Regions from separate parts of the Gadus morhua genome. Here region 1 is linked to region 2. A link is a contact called in public Hi-C data. All regions are on one chromosome and are shown on one strand. Each heading gives the region's core, a stretch centred on a gene start, on an enhancer-like site or on the middle of the called end of the contact. The rest is flanking DNA. Distances are from core to core; before and after follow the strand shown.

Evidence for each region. Hi-C and Micro-C count contacts between places; a contact is called where the count stands out from the background.
Region 1: a contact with region 2 is called in a Hi-C map of blood, with 10 times the contacts expected there. The contact joins the promoter of ube2wb here to the promoter of eif5a in region 2. A contact is called at or near these places in 5 of 6 Hi-C or Micro-C datasets (blood, gill, heart and 1 more).

Annotation. Positions count from the first base shown.
Region 1 is chr23:24,450,252-24,453,080 of gadMor3.0, reverse strand. It overlaps ube2wb (ubiquitin conjugating enzyme E2 Wb), which reads left to right and starts at 1,327. Exons shown (of 6, transcript XM_030348374.1): 1 at 1,327-1,521; 2 at 2,470-2,561. The coding sequence starts at 1,507. It overlaps LOC115536905 (elongin-C), which reads left to right. Exons shown (of 4, transcript XM_030348376.1): 4 at 1-520.
Region 2 is chr23:23,682,875-23,686,077 of gadMor3.0, reverse strand. eif5a (eukaryotic translation initiation factor 5A) reads left to right here and starts at 1,764. Exons shown (of 5, transcript XM_030349222.1): 1 at 1,764-1,808. tnikb (TRAF2 and NCK interacting kinase b) reads left to right here. Exons shown (of 14, transcript XM_030349236.1): 14 at 1-473.

The DNA.
Region 1 (2,829 bases), core at 78-2,577, 770 kb before region 2:
GGGTTGGCTAAATGTAAGGGACTGCCATAAATATTAATCTGGAAGATTTAGTTTGTTTAGAGCCTGTTGGAAAATCACATTTTTGGCACATTAAACTGATCTGGTTGTCCCAGTGAATGGAATATCTATCCCAAAATAAAGAGGCTTTTTTCTTCATCTGGTTCTTCAAATCCTAGAAGCGTAATGAAAAGATGCTCATATAAATTTTAACTCCACTCAGACGTTGCTCTTTATTGGTGGCCTGTTGGGGTCAGGTCTCTTCTTTAATACTTTGTCGGAAGTTATTCATCTGAATGTGCTTGTAACTAGGCCTACCAGCATTCACCTTTTCAGACATAACATAAGATCAATCGGTTATTTTTTCTCACGACGGGTGATAATGCTTGATTGACTTCCGTTCAAGACTCGGTAACACATGCGCTGACGTACTCTGACCATACAAATCAAGGGCATCAACTCCACATGCAATTGTATTGATATAAACACATGCAATTGTGTTGAATAAAATGAAAAACTTGTACTACTTTGTTTATTGATATTTTTTGTTTTGTTTTATTTGGCAAAACACTTTCTTTTTTACTAATTGCACAATGGAAATTGTTTGTCCACATGAAAGTCACACCATTGCATTGCATATTTGCATGCCAAAAATGAATCTTGTAAAAAGCACAAAATAGAAATTGGTCAATACATATTTAAATTATAATAATAAATGAAACTTATATAGCGCTTAATATGGTACTCTAAGACGCTTTACATATTGCCCTATCAAAACTATGTAAGACAGACTAGGAATAAAAGAAAAACAGAGGTTAAACATGAAGAATAAGGTGGGAGTTAGGTGGGGAAGGCTAGTGTGAAAAGGTATGTTTTGAGGGCAGATTTGAAAGAAGAGAGGGTTGGAGAGACTTTGATGTGGGAGGGGAGTGAATTCCAAAGGGTGGGGGCAGCAACTGAGAAGGCCCGATCACCCCAAGTCCGTCGCTCAGTCCGTGGAACTTGTAGCAGGTTGGCAGAATTGGTGCTGGGGCTAGGCTGTTTAGGGCCTTGTAGGTGATGAGTAAGATTTTGTAGTTGATTCTGTGTTTAATAGGAAGCCAATGGAGTTCACGGAGGACAGGTGTGATGTGTTATCTGGAGCGGGTACCAGTGAGGAGGCGTGCAGCTGAGTTCTGGACATATTGAAGTTTTTTGAGGACTTTGTTGGTGGTGCCGTAGATAATTATAATATCGTAATAAGCTTATATTCCACATTTGGGTTTAGGAATACACGCGTATATATATATAGATATATTCAAAACATATCCAAAATCGCATGCGAGACGACAGAGAATCTTTAAATTAAACACAAATGATCCAGTTGGCTGGTTTGTTTTGTTCTGTCAGAATAAACAACCCGGCCCCCACTTGACAACAGTGTGACGTAATGGAGTGAAGTGACGCGGTGACGTGACGCAGTGACGTGCAGCTGGCGTCGCTGTGCCCTGATGCAGGGGGGTTTCCATCATGGCGTCGATGCAGGTAAGTCCACAGCTGACAGCGATCCTATTTATTTTAAATCACCCAGCCGATTCGATTCCCATCGCGAACGCCAAACGGACCTTCTTAACCTGCGTTCTAACGTCCACGCTTAGAAGCGATCCCGACGAAATAAGAAGGTTGTCTGGGATGTAAACCAGTGAGTTTACCCGATGGCTATGGGCTAAAAGCCTAGCATGACCACAGAACCACGGCGAGCTAATGCTACTCCCAACCTGAGGAAAGCCCTACGGTGTCTTTTACAAGGACATTTCATCATAAAGTTGTACAATAATACGCACAGGGTCGGGATTACAAGTGTTATTCATCATGGTTCGTGTCGTGGTGTGTGTCTCGTAACGTGTTATTCGACCAGTGGTGAATATTGATGTTAGCTGGTAGCACTAGAGGTTAGCCTCTGACAACACAGTGCGCAGATTGGACAACTCCAGCTTCTAGGTGAAAAGGAGCATCGATGGCTTTACTCGAAATCAGAGATGACCTGTGTCAGGGAAATGTCTCTTAGACTGTCACCCAAACAGAACATGCTGTTTTAAGGTTCATCGAATTCAAACCGATGATCTGAATGATCCTGTTCTGTAGGGAAGCTTAAGCCTCCCGACCAACATAGTCTGCTGCCTGGATCTCTGTAGGGGTGCCCTTTTAATGCGTTTAAAATAACATTACACCGAAATAACATGACATACATGTACACGCGACGATGGGTCGATGTCTCGGTAGTCGTTCCGCGCTAATGGACGTTGGAGTAGGTTTGTTTACAAAGTGGTGGTGTGGTGAACGGGGTGATCCCGAGTTCAGTGGAAGCCAGCTAGCACTTGCCTTAGGCTTGTATGTAAATAATAATTTCTGAAACTGAATTTTCTTCATTATTATTGTATGGTTAAGCATTGGAGCGTGACTTCATCTCCCATCTATGTTTGTTTTCAACAGAAAAGGCTACAAAAGGAACTATTAGCTCTGCAAAATGATCCACCTCCTGGGATGACGCTCAACGAAAAAAGCGTACAGAATACCATCACACAGTAAGTAATCCTCTGCATGTGGACAAAGCAAGCAATGGTTACCTGCACACAAGGTCCAAAATTAACTTACTGACTAAGCAATTGTTTTAATATGTAACCCTGACTTTTGAACCTGTGCCAAATAATCAAGTCTATCCCTCATTATCTGAGGCTGGGGATAATTTTGGACCCTGGATACCCAAATATTTAATATTACAATATCATGTGGGGTGCATTTAAATTGTGGGGAGTCAGCCGTAAAGATGACAATTTTGAGTTAAATAACGGG
Region 2 (3,203 bases), core at 515-3,014:
TAAGCACGTACAATATGTTCTCAATGTCTTACCCGATGACTGTTTAGTACTAACTTTTTATTTTTGACACACATTTGAGAGTTTATTGTTAAACATTTCTGTTAAGTGAATCGAACCTAGTCCCTGGTTTCGTTGGCCTGTACCTCCATGCCCACAAGCGCATTGGTTCAGTGGGATGGTGGAAGCCGTTTATGGTGGACTAGATAATAGCGGATATCAGGCAGATGGAAAGAAGCACAGTTAAGTGTTTTACGGAGAAGGCAGGCAACGTTCTGGGACCACAGATTTAAATATATATATGTAAAGGCATTTTAGCTATATCAGCATTCATTTTACAGAAAGACAAAAAAATAATTCATGAGAAATCTTAGTTGTCTTTCTACAGCATAAAGAAAAAAATCTATAATAATTTCTAAAAACAAATGTAATGATGATGATAATGATGAAATAAATACAATGTTTTTATTGTGGTACTATTGGTATTCAGTTTTTTTTATGTACAAGACCGATGTGCGTGTGCGCGTGTGTGTGTGTTAACGTGATTATGCAGGGGTACGTCCCCATAAATATTTAGAAAACATGCATGTGTCCCCCCCCCCCCCCCTAATAAAAACATAAGAGCAGGGGACTTTTATTTTGAAAAATAGACTCACTCACCCTCTCTCACACAAACATAGACTATCTAATATTTATTTTTGACGTGAGTATATGCCATATGCACGTTTTAATTGATCGACCGAATCTTAAATATTGAAATCAATTAATCATTCCTGAGAGCCTAACTGCATTTTATCCAACATATTTTGAATTGCCATATAGTGCCTGAATTTTGTGTTATCCTTAACATAAATAAAGCAGAAATCTGCACATAAAATTGTACCAGAATGCAGGAATTGAAGTGTGTCTACACAACATGCTGCTGCTGCTGCTGAACCTAAGCTTCCTTCAACAGCGCCTTGGCCTTGCATTATAATCAGGTCCAGTCAGGTTCAACTGCCCCGGGCTATGGAGGAGAGGGGGGAGTCTCCAGGGAGCTATACTATAGCTCCCCTCAGGTACGGGGAGCTAACCTAGGTGCTGAAATGTTAAACACTGTCACTTATCGCGGTGGTGCTGAATTCCCCATGGCCATGTGTTTCTTAGGGGAAAAGGTTATTGCCAGAGAAAGAATAAACAGAATCGATATAATCAATAACCAAATAAGGAGAGCAGGCCACAGTTTTACTGTTACTAAGTAGGATCTGTAAGTAGGTTGCTGGCCATACTTTGCCTGACCAAAAAATGCCAACATATAACTGTTTTATGTGTATTTGCATTTATTGTAAATTGTCTGCTTAATTGGAGCACATTTTCTTATGTGGCCAGATTGTCACTAACAATTCCATAATGATTTCTTATGTACCTTGGACCGTCCTGCCCAATATTGGCAAGTTATCAAAGGTGTGACTCTACCTTATTTTTCAACTGTCAACAGGCAGGGTTGGGTTTTTTAAAAGTTCATCTTAACCTTTTAATTACCAATCCAGCCTGTCTGCCATGGAAAACATACCATGTCGTTTTGGTAAAGATTTTAACTATAATAGTTTAACTGAATATCTGTGTAAAAAGCACATTTTGATCTTAAATTTCATCAATAATCTCTCTTTCTTTTCTACGCTAGTATATTTAAAACCAAATCGGTTGCATGTTGTTCAAACCTGGCAACCCTTTCTGTTGATGTCTGACCGGAAGCTCAAAACGCCCCTTTCCGCCCCGCGGATGCTGCAGTAAAGTTGGTCGCGCCTGCGCTCTGTCCTCTTTTCTGGAAGGTAAGTGTGGCATGGCGCGTGTTTCCGTCTATGGGCATAGATCGAGAAGTTAACGCACTTTTAAAAGAGAAACACACGACACATTTCAACGAAAACGCGTCGCTAACCAAACCGCTCTCATTCGGGATAACGCGTCCGGAAAGAGTTTATTCGTGTGCTGCTATATCCCCGTAGATTTGAAGCGTTGGTCGGGGTGTGGATCCCGTGTTTTCGCTCCGTTTTCGCCCGTTCCTTGTTTTAATCGAGGCGGCGTGAGGCCTTCCGCGCTCGCGGACGAAGTTGCTCGTCATGCTCCCCGGGACTCGGGTCGGTAAACCCGCGCCGAGCCCCGGGCACAGACCCGGGTTTACCCACTGGTGGTAGATCGTCCCGTACGTAAACGCATCACAATGCTATGTAGCCGGTGGCTACATGGAGGCGTGCGGCGTCACGATATCAAGCGCCGTGATTAGGTCACTTTTCGCCTTTACGTTGCCCGAATTTGTAAAGCCGTTCCCGAGTCACCGGGCGTAACATCGGGCTTTCCGCCCGGCCCAATGTAAAGCCGTGTTTGTCAGGCTTGTGAATTATTCAGCGTGTATTGTGTGACAGCCACATGGGCCCCTGGAGGTCCCAGGGCGGGGACCTGGGGAGAGGTATTGGTGAGGCCCCTGTGGGTTGCTGGCCCCTCTCCTGATCAGGGCTATTTCCAGCCCAGTGGCCGGTCCACGTTTACTAACGGTGTAGCGAGGTGACGGGTCAAATAACGCATAAGGTCACAAACGACTACATGAGTTGTTTCGTGGCCGAGAGTCGGGGTCGTTTATGCATCATTGGCTCTTATGACGTGTTCGCTACGGACTGAGCCGCGCCGTATAGCCCAAACCAATCATCAGATGCACTTGTCGTGTGTCCACTGTAGAACAGATCCCTGGAAGTGACCTGTGCACTAAGATCTTTTACGGTGGACCCTACTGTTCTTCGTATGCGAACTGTTGACATTCTGCACATTCCCAGTCCCCCGTTATGTGTGTTAAAAGTAAGCAGATCCCTTAAGGGTCACGTCGAAGAGCTGATCTCAGGGATCGATGTTTAGGGAATAGTGCCAGTGAAGATCCTGCTGGCCTCAGTAAAACACACCCTTCTCTTACCCCCAGCGATTTATTGAAATGTTGCTACGCATTCAGTATTGTTAAACTGCCCGTTACCTGCCAGTAACTTCTGCCAGATCTCTTATCTGCGCCTCAGTCCTCTAGTCTGTGGGCATACGCAGTGGTGGGTAGACTCATGATCTAAACTTGATTGTTTGTGATCATTTCCGCTGCTGGTTGCAAAAGTCGTAAGCAATGTCCGCGGTGCCCTTAACACTAAATCTACTGCTTCATAGCGGTTGTGTGTTAACCGATGTGTGATATC